Regions from separate parts of the Mus musculus genome. Here all the other regions are linked to region 2. Evidence: chromatin contacts called from public HiChIP or PLAC-seq data. All regions are on one chromosome and are shown on one strand. The core of a region is the stretch at or near the end of the contact, and the rest is flanking DNA. Distances in the headings are between cores, read along the strand shown. Region 1 holds the start of Zfp850 (zinc finger protein 850). Region 2 holds the start of Zfp607b (zinc finger protein 607B). Region 3 holds the start of 9530053A07Rik (RIKEN cDNA 9530053A07 gene). Region 4 overlaps Sptbn4 (spectrin beta, non-erythrocytic 4). Region 5 overlaps Ltbp4 (latent transforming growth factor beta binding protein 4). Region 6 has its middle 33 kb from the start of Numbl.

Region 1 (3,685 bases), core at 823-3,322, 320 kb after region 2:
TGGGATTGCTGTATCACATACCAGTTCTAGTTGTAATTGAGAATCCGCCATATTGTTTTCTACAATGACAGCATTAATTTACACTCCCTCCACAATGCGTTCTTTCTCTACATGAATGAAAACTTTTTTTAAAAAAAATTATTTATTTTATATTTCTGAGTATTTTCCATCTGTATGCGCACCAGTAGATCCTATACCTCTGGTCTCTGAGCTGTGCTCATGTACACATAACCGCACACACATAATTTAAAATTGAAATAATTAATCTTGAGACAAAACACCCACAATCTTACTTGTGTAGAATCTGAAGCTGTTTTCTCATAGAACCAAGTAGGATGCTGGGTACTGGGGTTTGAGTGGCTGAGGCCGGATGTGCAGCATCATGGTTGACAGTGGGAGGCGTAGGTCCTTAAGTGAGTTCAGAAGATGTTGATTAAACATCACAAAATCTCACCTACATAACAAAAGTTCACCTGATATATCATGTAAAAACGGTGACAATTAATGGGTTTGAGTAGACGCTAGCATATTCTCTACAAAAGTGTGACCGATTTAGTCATCCCAAAGTATAGAAAAACTTCAAAATATTATGCTATGCACAATATGAACATTTTTATCTGAAAAGTTTTAAAAAAATATGTTCTGCATTAGCACATTCATTTTCCTGTCCTTGTTTTTAAAACAGCATCTCACTGTGTGGCCCAGCTAGCCTAGACCTTGCTATGTGGACCAAGCTGACCCTGAACTCACAGTGATCCTCCTGCTTCTGCCTCTGAGATTAAATGTATACCACGAAGCCTAGCTTTTCTTTTTAAGTCACTTTCTTAAACATCCACCAGCAATCGCATTGTTTCTCACACTCCCTTGTCCTGCTGAACACTGAGTGGAATGAACCCAAGATGGCCTCACAGAGAACAACTAAAGCACACCAGGCCCTTAGGATATGGCGGCACTGCACTAACAGGCTTCACCACAGGCATCCTACGGTTCCTGACAGGCCTGGAGAGCCTGAGGGGACAGAACCAAGATTCCAACCCGATACCACAGATCCACACTCCACGATCAATCATGGCATTGCTCATCTGGATCTGGCCAACGTTACCCATTACACACACACACACACACACACACACACACACACACACACACTCAGAAAATCACTAGCTTTCAAAGATGCCAAATTCAGTGCTATCACTTTCCCACTGCCATAATCCTCACAGTGAACACATCATCTATCCCCGACATTCCTGGCCTGCTTTGAAAACAAGGCCTGTAAGGATCAAAGGATCGCATCTGATATGCGATGCCATCCAAATAGAAATCGATTTATAAAATCAGAGTTTGAGAGACCTAACGATAACCTCTGGAGGTTTCTACCTAGAACATCTTAGGAAAAGGGTGATTGTAGAGAAGAAAAGGCGGGGTTCATTGAAATGATAAGGTGAAGTGGAAAGGGAAGGGACAACGTTATGGGCCCCAGAGGTGAAGGTATCAATTTTCACGTTCCTCCTTCATTTACTGATAATTCCACGAGATCTCAGACTATATCCGAGAGCATCCTCACCGAGCATTTTCCTTCACGTCCCTCAACACTCTCATGGCTACAGCTCTGAGAAACTTCGGGTATTCAACCCAGAGCAGCCCTCCTAAGCGACCCTCGGAGGCACTTCCGGCCTTAAAAGCACCTCCCAAGCTCGTGTGTACCTCAGGGAAAGCTTCCCTTCAGACTCCGCACCTGACTTCTCCTTAGTGATGCTTAGCCCTCTGCTCCAACCCCTGTGGCCTTGAAAGAAAATGATAAGCACAGTGACACAGATGAGCAGAGAGCTCAAGGTGTGTATACACAGAGAGACGCGCGCGAGCGCGCGCCCACCCACCCACACAAACACACGCTCACACACGCTCACACACGCCCGTACGCGTCAACATCTCCATTCACCCTACACCAGCGCCCACACCGATACCCAGCCCACCTTACTCTGTGGAGACCGAAGCCAACCAGCAATTTCTTTGGACCAGAAAGATCAGACCTTCCGTGTTGGTGGCACCGGGATGCCAAAGACCCTTGGCGGCGTCCGGAGCTATGTGGAGCCTTCAAGAAGCCCGGCGTTTCCGAAAGGTCCCAGCATGCAACTTAGCCCGGCCCATCCGGGAACTGGGCCCAGTGGCTTGTGGGAGTTCCCACGGTGGGGGGGCAGGGGGCTCCCCATGCTTCGAGGGGAGGCTGCCTCCTGGGATCAAAACGGAGTTTGGTGTTCTGTGTCTACCTGATTTTCCCTCCTGTGGCGTGGACGGACGAGCGGAAATTTTAAAATTTAGAATAGGAAGTAGATCAGATCGGGACGGACGCTTTGCCTGAGTCCCACTCAGTGGGATTCCACTACGCTGTGCTCTGCTAGGGACTATGGTAAATTTGAAAAGACCGAACTAAAGAATTGGTTGGTTTCTAAAGTTGGGTAGTTTATATTAACGATTTCAAAGAGCCAGATATTCTGGACCCTTCCAGGGTTCGGTGTCCCTGTTGACTAGATAGAAAAAATTGAGTGACGACTACATCTGTATGTATCACCAGAACTGTGTTCAATAGGCAGTCATTTACCTCCTGTTGGAGGATGAATGACTAGCACGCGTTAAGTGTCCTAAAAAACAAAAAACTAAAAAACAAACAAAACACAAACCCAAAACATAGGCCTCTTTTTTATAGGATAGACACATTTATTGTAACTTGACACTATGGAACTTTCGAAACCACTTTTGTTTTTTCTCATGTTATACAAAGAACTTTTTCCAAACATGATAGAAAGAAATTGTGAAAAGGCTAAACAATCCTAGTAATAAAACTAATTGCATTAAATGTACTGTAAATTATGTAAATGCTAAAGTATAGGTGCCACATTAATTTGCAGATAAGTGTTAACTACAGAAAATGTGTTAAATATTCTAGCCGATTCAAAGTGACCATCCTCACAATAGTATTAAAAAAAAAAAAGACTTAAGTCAACTTTAAAATGGAGGCAGTTCTGGGGGCAAAGAGCATCGCCAGTACTAACAGCAATAACAGAGACAGCAAGTCATCAAGTGAAAATATCCTTGGCTGGGCGTGGTAGCACATGCATGTGACCCCAGCAATGAGGAGACACAGCCAGTGAATGTCTATGAGATGAGGCCACCAAGGACTATTTAGTGAAGACCTGTCTAAAAAACTAAAATAAACAGTATGCGTGTAATACCACACCTTCAAAACATGAGGGGAAACGTCCAATAGAGAAATAAGGAGAAACAGCCAAATCCAGCATTGCATACAAAAGTTTTCAGTCTCAATAACTGATAGAAGGAATCCAGAAAAGCAACAGGGCATAGATGATTTAGACAGCATCATCAGCTATGAATGCAGACAGAATAAAAATCAAGACAATTAAACTTTAATGGAATCAGGGGGCCTTGAAGGGAGGGTGTTCTTGTATACACACTCCTGGCAGAAATGCCCGTTACCTGGAGATGCTTCTGTTTAAAGCTTCCCTTTTTATGCTTTTTTTTTTTTTTTCGGGGGAAGGGGAAAGCCAATACCTTATATATTTTGTACTGCACTTTTAAAAATGAAAGACTCCATCTATTTTAAGGTATTCCTTAAAGGTGACCATAGGCATGTGTTGAGAAATCCCCTTCCTGATGGATCCTCTCTTCA
Region 2 (3,311 bases), core at 603-3,102:
CTATTTTTAAAATATAAATGTATTTATATCACAGTGTGAAGTAATCTGGTGGTTGCATTTCTTTTAACTTTTGTTAGTCCCCAGTAACCACACAGAGAAACAAAGCTGCACCCAGATACTGGGCAATTATTGATCTATTAATCCTAATCTGGGCAATTATTGATCTATTACATCCTAATCTGGGCAATTATTGATCTATTAATCCTAATCTGGGCAATTATTGATCTATTAATCCTAATCTGGGCAATTATTGATCTATTAATCCTAATCTGGGCAATTATTGATCTATTAATCCTAATCTGGGCAATTATTGATCTATTAATCCTAATCTGGGCAATTATTGATCTATTAATTCTAATCTGGGCAATTATTGATCTATTAATCCTAATCTGGGCAATTATTGATCTATTAATCCTAATCTGGCTACCTGCTCCATCCCACGTTGCTTGCATATTATCACAGATCTGGTTCTTTGGGATTCAGATGTTTTTTTCTCATGGCATCTTTTCAGACCCTCTCCTCCTCCTGGTGATCTGAAACTCCCTCTCTCATTCCTCCCCCTGGCTGGGAGACGTGCTGCCCTGTTTTCTCTCTGCCCAGCCTTTGGGCAATCTGCATTTATTGTCAGGGCAGAGAACAAATGGTAAGATTTTGTTTATAGAACTTGAAACACGAGAGTTTTTTTTAAAAAATCTAAGTATTACAATGTCATTTTCAGATAGAAACAAGAGGTGAGGGCAGAGAAATGACCATTTGAAAACCCCAAGGATAACCTTTCCACGGGGCACAAAACCATTCTGACCACAGTTCATCTCAAACTCAGGTGCTCCCGTGGGCTTAGTGGGATGGAGACTTCCGTGAGCTCCCGACTGCAGCAGCCGGTGCCTTTGTGGCCACAGCACTGTCTGTATAGTGGGTTTCAGATGCACGGTTTCCCCATAGATCTGGCTCTGTAGATGGCCTATTGGTCCAACCGAGGATGTGAAATCTGAGCGCTAAAGAGGGTTCTTCATCGGGTGTCCTGAGCAGACTAAGGGACAGCCACAATGCCGCTGTGTAACGGGACATGTTCAACAACTTCCTCAGCAGGACAGGCGCATACTGAAGATTTGATATGCCATCTTAGGCAAATGGGGGCTGGGAACAAGGTGTTTGAAGCTGGTGTATACTGTGGCTTCTGGTTGCTGTGAAGAAAAGTTCAGACTCCCATAAGCTGTCTTCCCGGCAAACCTGGAATTCTTCTTCTTTTTTTTTTAACTTGGAATTTTTATGATTCTGTTTACTTACCTTATGGTTCGTTGAGATCTGATATGAGATTTGGGTATGCGGGAATTGACTTGCTAAAAGGTCCTTTGTGTAACAATCACAAAAGCCCTCCTGCGAAGCTGTTAGCCGTTTAGTTCAGCTCACCAGAATGGATCCCTCTGCTTCTGGGAAGCCTAAATTCATTCTGCAGTGTCCCTCTTTCTTTGATCGTTCAGAAAAACCCAGAACACTGACAAAGTCCCACCAGAGCACAGCGAGGTGGAACCCTGCAGTGGGTCTCAGGCAAAGCGTATTCAATTACATCTCGATCCAATTTTACTTCCTAGCCTGCGTTTAAAACTTAGGCTCACCTGTCTTCTCCACAGGGGTGAAACCCAGTTACTCACAGAACCCGGAAGTACACACACACACAGAGAGAGAGAGAGAGAGAGAGAGAGAGAGAGAGAGAGAGAGAGAGAGAGAGAGAGAGAGAGAGAGAGAGAGAGAGAGAGAGAGAAGGGCACCATCCCTGGGAACTCCCACAAAGCACAGGGCGCAGCTGCCAGATGGGCTGGCCCAGGTTGCATGCTGGGATATCCCAGAACTATGAAGCATTATATTTCTTGTAGTTTGGGACAAGGGGACTACATTTCCCAGGCAGCATAGGGTCGGAAGTAGATAACTTCTGGTGTGCAGGCGGAGCTACCCCGGATGGTCAGGTGGGAATCAGAAGTCACTGGTTGGCCTCCACAGAGTAAGGCGGGAGACCGCAGGCGGGTGTGGGTGTGGCGAATGGGTGTTGATGTGTGGGCGTGTAGGAACTGTGGTGTGTGTACGTGTGTGTATGTGCGTGTGTGTCTGTCAGTGTCTAACTGTATACACACCTTGAGCTCTCTGCATAATCTGTGTCTCTTTGCTTGTCGCTGTCTGCTCCTGCTTTCTCTCAGGGACACAGGGACTAAAGCAGAGGACCAAGCTTCAGTAAGGGGAGGTCAGGTGCGGGGTCTGAAGGGAAGCTTTCCCCGAGGCTCAGACTTGAGCTTAGGGCTATAATTTAAGGACGGGGGTGTCGTCTAGGAGGGAGGGTACTTGTTGAGCTCCGTGACTGTCTCAGAGCTCTGCCGAATCTGAATATCGAGGGAAGAGAAGGAAAGTTCTCACTGAGGATGCTCTCAAATGTAGTCTGCGATCTCATGTATACTCGGGTTCCCTGCTTAGGCCATTATTCAAGAGGGAGGCTGGAGAATAATGAAAATATTATCGCTACCCATCTAAGATTCAAGAGTGAGTGCTCTTTTCGGTTTGAGAACTGAGGTTTTAGTTTTAGAATATAGAATTGTTAGGAAATGAAGCAGGAGCATGCAAATTTACAACTGCACTATTGTCCTTAGTGTCCCCTCCCGTTCCAGCTAGTATTCACATTATCATTTCAGTGACCCTTGATGTCTTCTGTCGACAATCCCATCTTTTTCCCAAGCTGTTTTCCATAGGGACCTACAGAGGTTAGCATTAGGGCTTTCAAACGCTGCTGTTCTACATCTGATTTCTATTTCCATGGCATCACAAGACAGGAAAAGAATGCAGTCGATAGATGGTCTGTTCGCTTGTGAGGATTTCGGGAGTGGGAAAGTGATAGCACTGAAGGACTTCATCTAACTTATATTTTTGTCACGAGTACACTTGCCATCTACTCTCTAAGACTTTACAAACTATTAATCCCAGTCACCATGTTTCATGACACATCTCCCAACTCTCTCGCTTATGGTATAGATCTACCTCCCACTCTCGACCCCGATGCTGCACATCCAGCCTCCGCCACTCAAACCCCAGTAACCGGCATCTTACTGTTCCTAGGAGAAAACAGCTTCAGATTCTACATGACTGAGACCATGGGGGTCTGTCTTTTGTTTAAAGATGAAGTATTTGTCTTCAAAGTTATGTATGTTGGGTTATGTGTCCATGACCACAGGTGCCTCTGGAAACCAGAGCTATAGGCTTCCCTGCAGCTTGAGTTCCAGGCACTGTAGCTGTCAGGAGACTGAACTCGGTCCTCTGGAAAAGCCATA
Region 3 (3,451 bases), core at 544-3,043, 440 kb after region 2:
CTTAGTTCCTGTGCCTCTGAACAGAGAAACATTCCCCTGAGGGGTCATTTTTTGAGCAAGACACCCCTTCCTCTGCACATGTCTCTTTTTAAAGAAGATTCTTTCCATTCACGTCATACCCTGAAAACGTCGGTGGGAGGAGTGTCTTCCTTGAGGCACCTTCCCCATTGTGTGAAGGTTTTCTTCAGTTGTACTGGTATTTTGGACAATTGCATCTGTTATCACTCACCTTGTCTGTAGTTTTAAATGCTCTTGGGTTCCCAAACTACACAGTACTCCACTTCGCTGCCCCACTTTCTCCGTCTGCTCTCCTTTTATACCTGGCTAGAAGCAGCCGGTGATAATTCCTCTACCAAATCACTCCATTACTTTGAGATTCAACCTCAACTCGATTTTTCTTGGGCAGCATGTAGCAAGGGTCTTTACCAGAATGGAGCATAAATAGCCTTTACCCCAATTCCCAATTGTCTCTATTGTCCCAAGTCTCTATTGTCCACATTTCTATTGGCATTTTGGCCAACTTCAAATTTTTCCATCACATTAGCCCTATATGCTCAGCTACCACCCCCAAAATCCTTCCACAAGCACAAGAACCACATGGTCAGGTTTAATTACACTAAAACCTGATCTTCTCTGGACCAATTTTCTGTATCTGTAACATTTATCTTTGTTGTGATAAAACACCTGAGAGAAGTAATGAGAGAAGAAATTCTTTTGGCTCATGGTTTGAGGGAGTACAGTCTATCATGGGGCATCATGGCTGGAGTGACTCCCTCCAAAGCAGGAGCATGGGTGGCTGGTCACCTCAAGCAAGCAAGAATCAGAGCAGGACAGAAGCAGGGACATGTATAACCTGCGAGGCTTGACCCTAGTAGCTTGCTTCTATTTATGAGGCCTTATGTCCGAAACCTCCTATTCCACAACTTCACAAAGTTACTGGTTACTGACAACCACATGTTAAAATACAATAGCCTGGGAAGACATTTCAGATTCAACCAATAATGTCATGGTTTGTACTGGCCTTTTGGGAGTCACTGACTATATCCCAGAAAGCTCAAATTCCCTCTGCTACTTTTTCTGCACCCTGATGTTCCATATCATATCTTAAGAAAATTCTCGATTAGGTGAGAGGAAGGCATATATTCACCCCAAGATTAGCCAGTCCCTTCTTCATGGAGAGAGATGGGTTAGGGGATATCTCAAATACCAAACCAAATAATTTTCTGAGATTGGAACATCATGCCCTACACAAGACTCAAAGCCAGGGCCTCAGACTATACATCCCTAGAAAACTATACTCACTGGTATTTAGAAACAAGATGTGGGTGGCTTCGGACCAGGGATCAGCCCATGGGGACTGTAAGGAGCCAGAACCCGGATATGGACCTTTAGATATTGTTATAAGTAAGGACTAAAGATCGGAATCTGGCCAGGAAGCCAACAAACATAACCAATGCTACATCACCCTCCGATCCCCATTACCTTGCTCAGGGAACCCAGTCCACTGGCACACTACTCTCCAGCTGTCCCTCTAAAGACAGCACTCTTTCAAGACCAGAGTTTTCCATAGCTCCTGGGGTGCAGCCACCATCTGATCTCACAGTCATCTCAGAACACAGGCTGTAGACTTATCCTTTGCCCTTCACAAGACTTCAGGACTCACTATTCCCTCTGGCCTGATATCAGCAGCCTCCTCCAGGAAGCTGGCACCATCTGCCTGGAAGATGGCCAATGGTGTGGCCCGAGGGAACAAGAAACGGGACTATATAGCTCAGTCCCCAGCCTGTTCCCGCAGCTCCGGGACCTGCAGGTGAGAAGAGATGGGGCTCTCTACGGAAGTAGGATGGATACTGTCCTCTCTTGCCTTTCTTTCTAGACCTCCTATCTTTCCCCTCAAGGCATCTGAATATCCAGTTCTCCCACCCATTTCCCTGGATTCAAAACCTCTAGCTCACTCCCTGCTACACTGGACAGCTCCCCACAGCCTGCTCACACCTGGTCCTATCCACCCAACTTCTGTCCCTACCCCAGCCTTCCTTGCCTCCAAGTACCCACTATGCTGGGTCTGCCCCCTTTTGTGATCTCCATGACAGTCTCCAACAGGACAGTAGGACAGCCTTATCTGAGCCTCCATCTCTCCCTGCTGCAGATATGGGATCCCTGTGGAGCTGTTGGGCACTCTGGGCTGGAGCAACCCTCCTATGGGGTAAGTCAGATTGAACCTCATCCACGTCCTGGGGCCTTGGACCATGGGAAACTGACCTGCCTGGGTCGGCATCTTTCATTTGTAAACCTTTCATAAACCCTGTCCCAGCCCCTCCCAGGCTGCAGTGGAAGTGAGAACATGCAAGAAATGAGGTGGGAGCCCCCACTCCATGTTTGGAGTGTTGAGAGTCTACCTGCTTCGATTGTTACGTGATTCTGTCTAAACTTCCATGATCCTCAACTTCCCTTCATCATCTTGCACCAAGATCTATTAAAACAGGAATCATACCAGCAACTGAATCCGGTCAGAGTGTATGCTCTCACAGGACTTTAAAGGGGGTGTGGGGTCTCAGACTTCATGTAAAGAGTCGGCTAACCAACCAGTTTCATCAGAAAAGTAGAAAATGTAGCATCAAAAATAAATCACCACAGCCAGGCATGGTGGTGCAAGCTGCTGTTTTATCCCAGCATCCAGGAGGCAGAGGAAGGTGGATCTCTGTGCATTTGAGGCCAGTCTAATCTACAGAGTGAGTTCTAGATCAGCCAGGGATACTTAGTTACTAAACCATAAGTGCAGTCAGCAAAAAAAAAAAAAAAAAAAAAACAAAAACAAAAACAGTGGCACCTTACTCGAGGTGAGTATGCTGCTTTGGCATCTACAGTCACCACCTGGACTGTCTCACACCGTTCTGTCCCTCGTCTGACCCTGCAGTGTCTGAGTTCAAGAGCCCTGTACAAGGTGCTCAGGCTTTGGGGCAGCCAAAGCCAGGAAGGCTCGGAGGTGGATGCTGCATACGTTAGGAAGGACATGGAAGCATAGGGAGAATTACTTCAACTGGTGCTCAGGAAGGCCCAGGGGCTGGGTTTGTAACGGGGAGGAACTAGGTAGCTGGACCCACAACTGCGTTTTCTTCAGGGTTGACCCGGGAGGCCACAGAAGACCCCAGGAATACTGGTGGGGAAGAATTCCTCACGGCCTTCCTGCAGAATTCACAGCCTGGGAACAGCAATTAATTATATAGGCTCAGTTATAAGCAATCTATGCTTTAACTTGTTAAAATATGCCAATGTCTCCCTCAAATGTCTGTGGAGAAACTGTGATTGTCAGACCCATATCACAGGACACCGTAGCCAGAGCACTGAACATAATCTCTCCAATGGCCCAGTGGTGGACGCTTGAGCTAGGACTTCTACTAAGGTCACCTCTACGACAGTTGTCTCCATTTTGCTAAAGACTCCATCTTTC
Region 4 (3,593 bases), core at 245-2,744, 300 kb before region 2:
ACTGGAGGAAGAAGAGAGGGTGAGGAGGAGGAGAAAGAAGAGGGGCAGAGGAGCAGGAGGAGAATGGGATGATGCCAGCTCACACCTTTAATTCCAGGCCTCTGGAGACTGTGGGTCTCTGTGAGTTCAAGGCCAACTTGATCTGCATATTGAGTTTCAGGCCATCTGGAGCTACATAGTGAGTCGCTGTATCAAGAAAGGAAAAAAGGGGCTGGAGAGCTCTCTTCCAGAGGACCCAGGTTCAATTCCTAGCACCCACATGGCAGCTCACAACGGTCTATATCTCCAGTTGCAGGGGATCTGACACCCTCACACAGACATGCATGAAGGCAGGAGACCAATGCAAAATGAAAATGGATAAATCATTCTTTTTAAAGGATAGAAAACAGAAGCGATGGAAGGAAGGAGGGACAGGGTTTGTCTCAGACACCATAACCTGGGCCCCTGCTCATCTCCTTCCTACTTGGATCCACCGTGTCCCGTCCCAGCTCCCAGTTTCAGAAACAGAAGCTCAGAGTAAAAGCTGCAAGAGGCAGAATTTGAAGTCAGCAGCACAGGACCAAAGGCCCGATGCTTACCACGTTTTCCATATTTGGACAATGTGACCCAGGCTCTTGGTCATGCTGTGGGAGAGTGGAGATTTGAATCCTGGATGTCTAAATCAAGCACCAGGACTCTTGCCTTCAGCCATGCTGTGTTAGTGGCAGAATCAGAGTGGGTGAGCAAAGGGATGAGGGGTGAGTCTCCCCAGGTAGAGAGCCCTGCACAGGAAGTGAGCGTGCGGAGGGGCCCTTAGGGCCATGGCTAGGCAGCAGCAGTGCCTACACTGCACGCTCCCTGCTTGTCCCCCAACAGTGGCAGGACAGCAGGAGCCTACATAGCTGAGCCAGACCAGCTGGCGAGGCCCCTGAGGGCTAGCACTCCATCTGGTCTCTCAACCATCTCAAAGGATGGTTGGGCAAAAGGCTCTAAAAAAGGACTCTGGGTTCCATGGCCCGGTCTGGGGATCTGGGAGGAGACATGCCTGCTGCTGCAGTGGCTGAGGAGGGGACACAAAGGCTAAGTCGAGGTCAAAGGAGAGCAAGGGATGGAGTTGTTTTGTTTGTTTTTGTTTTGTTTTTGAGACCGGGTCTCAAGTAGCCCAGGCTGGTCTGAAACTCACTAAGTAGCCCAGGCTAGCCTCCAGCTCCTGACACTCCTCTTTTCTCAGCCTCCCAAGTGCTAAGGTTCCAGGTGTGAACCACCATGCCTGGCAGAGATGGAAAATTCAAAGAGACGGAGTAGAGCAATGTTGGGGGGGAGAGAGGAACGGCACAACAGGGAGAGGAGAGAGGTTCCCCAATATGCATGCCAATTTGAATGGTGGTTCTGTCCCTCCCTCTGTCAGATACCCTGTGCTCAGCTCCCAGGCAGGCCCCAGGGAACAGTGGGACCTTGGGAGGTGCCTCCCACCCTCTCATGAGGCCCAGCTGGGCTCCATCTGGAGGCCAGAGCCCACGCCTGTCTTGAGCGCCCCCTGCTGGGGAAGGAGCCCAGGAGTTCTGTTCTGGCCCTTTCTCTTTATTTTATCTGTATTTTATCCTGTTTTCAGTCTTTACTTGACAAAATGGGACTCCTGCTCCCATCCCATAGTCTGCTGGGATGGCTGGAACTTAGGGGAGGGAGAAACAACTCTGATGAAGCCAGAGACTGCAGATCCTTTCTCTGATCTGTCATCCTTCCCTTCCCTTCCCTTCCCTTCCTTACTTCCTTCCTTTCTCTTAGACGGGATCTTACTGTATATCCCCAAGCTGTCCTGGAATTTTCTCTGTAGACCAGGCTAGCCTCGAACCCACTGCCTCTTCCTGCTGAGTGCTGGGATTAAAGGTGTGCACCACTACACCTGGCCTGTCTCTGATTTTGTTTTGTTTTGGTGTTGTTTGAGATAGGGTCTCATGTAGCCCAGGCTGGGGTCCACTTCCTACATAGCCAAGGATGGTCTTGACCTTCTGACCCCTGTCTTTATGTCCTAAGTGCTGGGATTGCAGGTGTGTGCCACCACCTTACCAAGTCATATGACAACAGGCATGGCCAACAAAGACATGAGGCAGCTTGTTAGTTAAGGGGAAGGTGCACAAACGCACACCTGGGCCCACCACTGCAGAACCTAAGTGTGGCAATGCTGGCGTTGGCTGGAATTCAGGAAACAGCTCATTTCTGGGAGGAAGCATCGTCACCAGAAGCACTCGGGTACCGAGAGAGCCCAGAGTGTCTAGGTTTAGCGCCATATGCCACCCCCAAATACACTTATAAAGTCACATGAGGAGTAGATGCCCCAAATGGGATCTGAGCAGAAACATATGAAGTCATGAATTGTCACCAAATAATGTAATTAAAGTAAAGCTGGAGAGGCTAGCCCAGGACGCTTATTCTCTCGCTTTTCATTTTTGTTTTTGAAACTGGGTATCGTGTAGCCTAGGCTAGTCTTAAACTTGTAGGCGTTCTCTTGCTAGGATGTGTGCCATTACTGCTGGCTCTTTTGTAGCCATTTCTGTTGTTTGAGACAGGGCCTCACAGTGGCTGGCTTCCACCTCACTCTGTAGCCAAGGACAACCACGCACTCTTCCTCCTCTGCACCCCCAAAGTGCGGCAGTTACAGGGGCGCATCACCTCTGCACCTGGACACGCTTCTGATTTGTTTGTTTGTTTGATTTTACAATGTTGAGGATAAAACCAAAGATATCACATAGGCTGGGCCCTGGCCCCCCAATTTTTTTTTTAATTTAAAAATGTTTTTAGCTGGGCGTGGTAGTGCACGCCTTTAGTCCCAGCACTCAGGAGGCAGAGGCAGGCGGATTTATGAGTTTGAGGCCAGCCTGGTCTACAGAGTGAGTTCCAGGACAGCCAGGGCTATACAGAGAAACCCTGTCTCCAAAAACCAAAAAAATTAAAAATTTAAAAAAAAATGTCTTTATGTCAGGCATGGTAACCCACACTTTTAATCTCAACACTAGAGAGGCAAAGACAAGTGGATCTCTGTGAGCTTGAAGCCAGCCTGGTCTACAGAGTGAATTCCAGCCCAGCCAGGGCTCTCTGGTGAGACCCTGTCAAAAAGAAGGAGAAGAAGAAGAAGAAAAAGAGGAAGAAGAAGAAGAAAAAGAGGAAGAAGAAGAAGAAGAAGAAGAAGAAGAAGAAGAAGAAGAAGAAGAAGAAGAAGAAGAAGAAGAAGAAGAAGAAGAAGAAAAAGCACAGGCTGGAGAGATAGTTCAGTGGCTAAGCATGTGTACTGCGCTTCTAGAGGACCCGGGTTCAAGTCCCAGTGCTCTCAACATGTCAGGTGGCCAAGCAACCTGTAACTACAGCTCCGGGGATCCAACACCTCCATCCTCCACAGGCATCCACAAACATGGCACACACGCATACAGATACACACAAGGACATGATTAAAATAAACACATTTTAAAAATAAAACAAACACACACACATACCATACTCACATATACACATGCATACACACATACACATGCACATACCACAAACACACAAACACGCTCACACACATACTCATGCATGCACGTGCGCGCACACACACGCACATGCATACACACTCACAC
Region 5 (3,340 bases), core at 559-3,058, 380 kb before region 2:
GAGCCCCATCCAGGTGTTAGGGGCCTTGAAGATTTGTAAGGAAGAAGCTAAGCCTAGAGATCTACAGGCTGGGAGAGGGGGGTGGGGCTGGGCGGGACCGTGGGCGGGGTTACCCAGGCTCTGGCTCTCGTTGGAGACGCAGCGTCGCCGGGAGCCGTCCAGCACCAGTGGGGGCTCGCAGGTACAGTGGTAAGAGCCCACCGTGTTGACGCAGCGGCCACCTTCACAAGCAGGCTCCTCGTCCGCACATTCGTCATTATCTAGGAAAGTATGGGAGGAAGGGCGGGGGGTTGCGGGGGAGGCAGTTACCAGGATGAACTCTGGTTCACATTTCCTCAGCTCACATTGTGATGGATAGAGTCTAGACTTCCTGCTGGGTTGGCTACATTCCTACTTGGGGCGGGGGTGGGGTGGGGTGGGGTGTTGGAGGGGGGACTGGCCTGGCCAGAATTGGGGGTGGGGAAGGTGGGGCTCATACCAACGCACTCCAGCCTGTGTGCGTGATAGTAGAACCCGTTGCTGCAATAGCAAGAGTAGCCTGGGGCCGTGTTCACACACACTCCGCTCTTGCACACCTGGTCCTGGAAGAGTTGGCATTCGTCCACATCTGCAGGAAAAGGTGGAGGGAGGTGAGGGCAGGGGTGGGTTTGATTTGAAGAAAACAGGTAGTGTGGGATATAGCCAGTCACAAGAGAGGAAGAGCGCAATGGTACCCGCAAGTTGAGGCACGGAAAACTGGAACCAGAAGGCAGGATGAGGAGGGGATCTTAAGAATAAAGTGAGAGACAGAAAAGGGAGCCAGGTATGTCGGAGCATGCATGAAAACCCAGCAGTCAAGAGGTGGAAATAGGAGGAACAGGAGTTCAAGGTTAGCTTCTGCTGCCTGGCTAATTCTTGGCAAGCCTGGGCTACTTGACTCTGTAGCCAAAAACACAAATTAAAAATGAGGAGAGAAAAGAAAGGTATAGCAGGTGGTACTGGCACACACCATGGATCTCAGCACTAGGGAGCCAGAGGCAGGTGGATCTCTGAGTTCAAGGCCAGCCTGGTCTATGGAGTGAGTTCCAGGACAGCCAGGGCTACCTAAGGAAATCCTGTCTTGAAAACCCAAAAGAAAATTAACAAAAAAAAAAAAAAAAAAAAAAAAAAAAAAAAAAAAAGGAAAAGGAAAAGGAAGGAAGAAGAAAAAGAAAGACAGGAGCAAGAAATTGAGTGGCTTACAAGTTTGAGGCTGGTCTGGACTACTAGTGAGATACACTCCTCAAAAATAAGCTAACAAATGAGAAAGCAAGCAAGCAAGAAGGAACAGAGGCAGGGTGAGACAGAGCTTGGCCTAGGGACTGAGGGTAGGTGGGGTTGAAGTCTGGCCTTACCTCTCCGGGCACTCAGGTCTCCACTGGGCACCAGGTAGCCCCGGCCGTGAGGACACAATGACTGGTATTCAGCTGTACATAGAAGGAAAGAACTCTGAAACCCGAGCCCCAGTCCCTGCCTGAGTTCACTGGCTGTAGCCTCCTACCAGGTGCTAAAGCCCAGGCCTGTCAGCACCCACTTCTCAGCTTCATGCCCACTGATGCCCGCCTGGTGGCTGATGGCTCACTCTTGTCCCGGCTGCACCACTAACCCAATCCTTAGTCTAAACGTATCCTCTTTCCAATCCCCATATCTACACCAAGAGCTTGAGCCCTTGTCTCCCTCACAGGCCACGCCCACCTGTCTCGGTGCCCGGGCACTGTTGGATGCGGCAGCCGCTGCCCCAGCCTTCTCCCACAGTACAGCAGCACTCCTGCCACGTCACGTTTCGGGCCAAGATATTGTCACACGCATCTGGAGCGGCTGTATCAAAGTAGCACTCGCGACGTCCACTGCTCACGGGACCCTGCCTGGGAGGGCTGGGTCTTCGAGGTGGGGGAGGGGCTGGTGGCCTGGCTGGAAGACTGGGGCTGGCAGGTGCTTGGGGCTGGGAGCCAGGGAACGTGCCTGAAGAAACAAAAGGCAAGGTATTTGTTTTTGAGAGAGGGTTTCCTTGTGTAGCATGTAGCCCTGGCTGTCCTGCAACCCACTCTGTAGACCAAGCAAACCTTGAACTCCTAGCCTCTGCCTCCCGAGTGCTAGGATTAAAGGCGTACACCACCACAAGGATTCAAACTGATTTTTAAAAATCAATATCATTTAGTAGTCTAGTACGGCATAAACTCAGAGATCCTCCTTGCCTCACCCCCTAAGTGCTGAGATTACAGGTGTGAGCCACCATGCCTAGTTTCATTTTGGCTATTTGCCCTCTCCTATCACTTTGGTATCCTTTGCTTCACACTCTCCCACTTCCTGGTGTCCCCTCAGCTATGGGACAGGAGGGGACAGGTGATTTCCTGTGCTTTCCCTGTGACCCTCTGGGTCTTCACACCCAGCTTGTCCCAGACTAGATCAAACCACTCCCCCGCCAGGCAGGCAGCCTCGTCGCTTGCCCACCTCTTAGATGTTTCTCCCACCCACTGTCCTGTAGAGAGAATCTCTTGTGCACTGTGTGGAAGCATCACCTGTCAATCAAAAGCTGATGGCCTATTAGCAAGAGGCAGGAAATAGAAGGTGGGAGTTCCAGTTTAGAGAGATTGGAACGCTAGGAGACAGAGGCGGGAGGATATATCCCGGTCTCTGAGGAAGAAAGACACGTGAAACCGAGGAGAGGTAACTAGTCTTATGGCAGACTTAGACTAGTTTGAACAGGATAATTGAGTTACAAACTGGCAGGAATGAGTCAACACTTATGACATTTATTCATAAATAAATAAGTCTCAGAGTCATTATTTTGGGAATAGGGGCACGTGTGTAAAAGCTTGAGGTTACACTGCCCCTCCCCACTCAAGACCCCTGGTTTGGTCCAACTTTGTCCTCTCTGCTTCAACACTTTCACTCAACACTTTCACACAGCATCCCCAGGGAGATTCCAAACTCTTTCTGGATTGAAACCGGTCCATGGTGCTCCGTGCCCTGAGAAGTCCAACCTCCTAAAACAAGTACCCAGAGCATTAGCGAGGCACACCTTCTAGGTATGTCTGTGAGGGCTTTTCCAGGAAGACCTACGGCAGCCCCCCCTAGGATAGAACTTGGAACTGAATAAAAAGGGAAGAAGGAAAAACCAACTGAGTTCTCCCATCCTTGCTTCCTGGTCCCCAGTCGGTGAGCAATAGCCTCACACTCCTGCAACCGTGTATTCCCCATAGGTGGACTCCACCCTCAAGCCATAAGCAGGATAAACATAGACAGACGGTCACCACTACACAACGCCCGACTCACACATTTAGCTACTTGTTTCTGTTCATCCTACTTAGTTCAGACACAG
Region 6 (3,262 bases), core at 632-3,131, 400 kb before region 2:
GTTGTTGTTGTTTGTTTGTTTCTTTGTTTTTTGAGACAATATTTCTCTGTGTAGTCCTGGCTGTCCTGGAACTCACTCTGTAGACCAGGCTGGCCTCGAACTCAGAACTCTACCTGCCTCTGCCTCACTGGGGTGCCCTGTCAAAGGCTGATCAAGAAGTCTTGCAGGAATCCTGACCCAGAAAGACAGTGAGTTCAAGGCCAGCCTGGGATACATACTGTGCTGGGATTAAAGGCGTGCACCACCACTGCCTGACTTTTTTTTTTTTTAAAAGATTTATTTATTTATTTCATGTATGTATGTGGACTGTCATTGTCTTCAGACACACCAAAAAAGGGCATCAATCCCCCATTACAGATGGTTGTGAGCCACCATGTAGTTGCTGGGAATTGAACTCAGGTCCTCTGGAAGAGCAGTCAGTGCTCTTAACCGCTGAGTCATCTCTCGAGCCCTATAGGGTTCATTTCTATCTGAAGTTTCAGGCATCAGCTATATGGAGAGGATATTAAACTTTATCCCTAATAGCCAGATATGGCAACTCAGGTTTGTAAATTCAGTACAGGAGAGGCTAAAGCAGGAGAATTTCTGTGAGTTTGGGGCCAGTTTGAGCTTCTGTATATTGAAGTACTACAGAGTGAGATCTAGTCATAAAATAAAGGTCTAGAGGGGCTGGAGGGGTGACTGGGGTTTAAGAGTATCTGTTGCTCTTGTGTGATTCTCAGCACCCACACGGGGGCTGACAACCACCTGTCTGTGTGTCTATCTGTACACCACAAGATGGCACCAGATCCCATAAGACTACACTTATAACCGATAGTGAGGGGCAAAATCTATTAGTCAGGGTTCTCTAGAGTCATAGAACCTATAATCAATCTCTCTCTCCCTCTCCCTCTCCCTCTCCCTCTCCCTCTCCCTCTCCCTCTCCCTCTCCCTCTCCCTCTCCCTCTCCCTCTCCCTGTCCCTCTCCCTCTCCCTCTCCCTCTCCCTCTCCCTCTCCCTCTCCCTGTCCCTCTCCCTCTCCCTCCCTCCCTCTCTCTCTCTCCATACATATACACATACATGTATGTACTGGCTGGTTTTGTGTCGACTTGACACAGCTGGAGTTATCACAGAGAAAGGAGCTTCAGTTGAGGAAATGCCTCCATGAGATCCAGCTGTAAGGCATTTTCTCAATTAGTGATCAAGGGGGAAAGGCCCCTTGTGGGTGGGACCATCTCTGGGCTGGTAGTCTTGGTTCTATAAGAGAGCAGACTGAGCAAGCCAGGGGAAGCAAGCCAGTAAGGAACATCCCTCCATGGCCTCTGCATCAGCTCCTGCTTCCTGACCTGCTTGAGTTCCAGTCCTGACATCCTTGGTGATGAACAGCACTATGGAAGTGTAAGACGAATAAACCCTTTCCTCCCCAACTTGCTTCTTGGTCATGATGTTTGTGCAGGAATAGAAACCCTGACTAAGACAATGTATGAAATGTATTGGAATGACTTACAGGTTGCAGTCTAACTAATCCAACAATGGCTAGCTGTGAACAGGAAGTCCAAGCGTCTAGCGGCTGCTCAGCCTCACAAGGCTGGGTGTTTTAGGTGATCTTCTGGAATCTCAAAGTGGCAGGCTATGTGGGTGCTGGGAATTGACATCTGGAATAGCAACCAGTGCTCTTAACCATTGAGCCACCTCTCCAGCCTCACTTACAGTTAATTTCTTATATCTCCAGTTCCAGGGGATTCAATGCCTTCTGGTTTCTGAAGACCGAGGCACCCACATACCCCCACAGACCTATACACATCATTTAAAATTAAAGACTGTGGCTGTGTCTCATCCTGACAGAGCAGAGGCTGCTTGCTCTGGCTTTACTTGCTGACACATGCAGCTTGCTTTGACGTGAGCCAGTGTGAACGGATTTCTGCTTCTCCCAGCTGAGTACATCCAAAAAAGAAAGAGACATTCTCTCTAGCCTCTGAGTCATGAATCCAACATGGAAATGACAAACAGAAGTGTAATCTCACTTTAACTGTATGAGGTCACCTTAGCTTGGGGTCAGACAGAGTCTGCCGAGTTTTTGGTCGTCCTCTGCCAATGCATCCGCACCCTTTGGCCCAGGAATCCCACCTCTGGGACACACCAGGATGTGCATGGGGGTGTTAGTTATAATGGGAGGAAATTGGGGACGGCTTCAATGTCTGGCAACGCTGCCCTGTTGAGTAAACAGAGAGAGAACATTGGAGATTGTGTTTACACAGAGACGTTTTAGCCGGAGAAAAGCTTACATTTTAAGAAGGGGGAAAATGTAGGGCTGTATAAACAATTTGATCATGTAGTTATGTAAAGACACACATATACGCGCATACAAGGGTCACATAGAAAAGAACAGACTGAAAGATACTAAAATGCTCAAAATACCAAAGACAGCAGTGACATGGGACAGGGAGCCAGCAGGCCTTTCATCTTTCTTTTCTTCTTTCTGTCTTTTCTTGCCCGTCCCCCTTCTTTCTGAGACAGCACTTTTTGTAACCCAGGCTAGCCCCAATTTAATATGTAGCCTAGGCTAGACTTGAGCTTATGACCCTCCTGTTTCAGTCCCCCAAGTAAAGAGACCTCAAGCATACACTGACACGCCCCACAGTTTTCTATAATTTTCTGAACAATAATCACTCCGCACTTTATTTCACTGTCTGGCAGTGTCGAGGATTAAACCTGAGGTTTGTGACGCTAGGCAAGAGCACCACCACCAAGTTACAAACCCTTCCTTTTCTCTTGTTCTTCTTTTCTTTTTCTATGTGTTCATGGAAATGTATATGTAGGTGTATGCATGTGCAGGTACATGCATGTACACATGTATGTGGAGAGGGTGGTGCTGGGTGTCATTCCTCAGGAACTGACCATCTTGCTTGTTTTTCTTTTTCTTTTTTTTTTAATTTATTATTTATTATATGTAAGTACACTGTAGCTGTCTTCAGACACTCCAGAAGAGAGAGTCAGATCTCATTACGGATGGTTGTGAGCCACCATGTGGTTGCTGGGATTTGAACTCCGGACCTTCGGAAGAGCAGTCGGGTGCTCTTACATGCTGAGCCATCTCACCAGCCCTTGTTTTTCTTTTTAACATCTGTGTGTGTGTGTGTGGGGGGGTAAGAGAGCATTGTGTATCATGGGGCATGTGTGGAGATCACAGAGTTCCTTGCAGGGGGTTCCGTCTCTTGTTCTGTCATGGGGAATCAAACTCAGATAGATTAGTAGACTTGGAAGCAGGCACCTTAGCCAGCTA

Evidence for each region. HiChIP or PLAC-seq counts read pairs in DNA pulled down with a chosen protein or histone mark.
Region 1: an H3K4me3 HiChIP or PLAC-seq map of embryonic stem cells shows a contact between it and region 2, with 11 read pairs. The contact joins the promoter of Zfp850 here to the promoter of Zfp607b in region 2. A contact is called at or near these places in 3 of 39 promoter capture datasets (cranial neural crest, embryonic stem cells and maxillary cranial neural crest), 6 of 484 Hi-C or Micro-C datasets (the G1E-ER4 cell line, cerebral cortex and embryonic stem cells), 12 of 115 datasets of contacts at active chromatin or transcription factors (embryonic stem cells, large pre-B cells, memory CD8 T cells and 1 more) and 3 of 9 other capture datasets (adipose tissue, liver and macrophages).
Region 3: a contact with region 2 is called in an H3K27ac HiChIP or PLAC-seq map of embryonic stem cells, with 6 times the contacts expected there. The contact joins the promoter of 9530053A07Rik here to the promoter of Zfp607b in region 2. A contact is called at or near these places in 1 of 39 promoter capture datasets (the C10 cell line) and 2 of 115 datasets of contacts at active chromatin or transcription factors (bone marrow-derived macrophages and embryonic stem cells).
Region 4: an H3K27ac HiChIP or PLAC-seq map of embryonic stem cells shows a contact between it and region 2, with 5 read pairs. The contact joins the enhancer-like site here to the promoter of Zfp607b in region 2. A contact is called at or near these places in 6 of 39 promoter capture datasets (the C10 cell line, the HPC-7 cell line, cranial neural crest and 3 more), 11 of 115 datasets of contacts at active chromatin or transcription factors (bone marrow-derived macrophages, craniofacial prominence, embryonic basal ganglia and 7 more) and 1 of 9 other capture datasets (liver).
Region 5: a contact with region 2 is called in an H3K27ac HiChIP or PLAC-seq map of embryonic stem cells, with 9 read pairs. The contact joins the enhancer-like site here to the promoter of Zfp607b in region 2. A contact is called at or near these places in 1 of 15 datasets of contacts at CTCF or cohesin (pro-B cells), 4 of 484 Hi-C or Micro-C datasets (cerebellar granule neurons, cerebellum, cortical neurons and 1 more), 19 of 115 datasets of contacts at active chromatin or transcription factors (acute myeloid leukemia, astrocytes, bone marrow-derived macrophages and 12 more) and 1 of 9 other capture datasets (liver).
Region 6: a FOXA1 HiChIP or PLAC-seq map of pancreatic cancer cells shows a contact between it and region 2. The contact joins the enhancer-like site here to the promoter of Zfp607b in region 2. A contact is called at or near these places in 10 of 39 promoter capture datasets (the C10 cell line, cranial neural crest, embryonic stem cells and 5 more), 1 of 15 datasets of contacts at CTCF or cohesin (pro-B cells), 13 of 484 Hi-C or Micro-C datasets (cerebellar granule neurons, cerebellum, cortical neurons and 3 more), 19 of 115 datasets of contacts at active chromatin or transcription factors (astrocytes, embryonic basal ganglia, embryonic forebrain and 10 more) and 1 of 9 other capture datasets (liver).

The regions. Positions count from the first base shown.
Region 1 is chr7:28,012,043-28,015,727 of GRCm38.p6, forward strand. It overlaps Zfp850 (zinc finger protein 850), which reads right to left and starts at 2,073. Exons shown (of 6, transcript NM_001254951.1): 1 at 1,974-2,073; 2 at 294-408.
Region 2 is chr7:27,687,488-27,690,798 of GRCm38.p6, forward strand. It overlaps Zfp607b (zinc finger protein 607B), which reads left to right and starts at 1,853. Exons shown (of 6, transcript NM_001112731.1): 1 at 1,853-1,999.
Region 3 is chr7:28,127,673-28,131,123 of GRCm38.p6, forward strand. It overlaps 9530053A07Rik (RIKEN cDNA 9530053A07 gene), which reads left to right and starts at 1,794. Exons shown (of 20, transcript NM_001164655.1): 1 at 1,794-1,810; 2 at 2,150-2,206. The coding sequence starts at 2,152. It also overlaps the pseudogene Gm21925.
Region 4 is chr7:27,383,472-27,387,064 of GRCm38.p6, forward strand. All of the region lies in intron 20 of Sptbn4 (spectrin beta, non-erythrocytic 4), which reads right to left. Among named protein-coding and RNA genes, the nearest start is that of Shkbp1, 29 kb to the left of the region's middle. Within about 2 kb of position 1,495, at least 33 of the 459 cell types and tissues checked have an H3K27ac peak or open chromatin away from gene starts, as enhancers often do. A contact at or near this core is called in embryonic stem cells, where this site is marked.
Region 5 is chr7:27,308,808-27,312,147 of GRCm38.p6, forward strand. Ltbp4 (latent transforming growth factor beta binding protein 4) reads right to left here. Exons shown (of 30, transcript NM_001113549.1): 23 at 1,714-1,980; 24 at 1,374-1,445; 25 at 479-607; 26 at 114-260. Among named protein-coding and RNA genes, the nearest start is that of Gm30543, 19 kb to the right of the region's middle. Within about 2 kb of position 1,809, at least 41 of the 459 cell types and tissues checked have an H3K27ac peak or open chromatin away from gene starts, as enhancers often do. A contact at or near this core is called in cerebellum, embryonic stem cells and epiblast stem cells, where this site is marked.
Region 6 is chr7:27,289,985-27,293,246 of GRCm38.p6, forward strand. No RefSeq gene overlaps it. Among named protein-coding and RNA genes, the nearest start is that of Numbl, 33 kb to the left of the region's middle. Within about 2 kb of position 1,882, at least 57 of the 459 cell types and tissues checked have an H3K27ac peak or open chromatin away from gene starts, as enhancers often do. A contact at or near this core is called in pancreatic cancer cells, where this site is marked.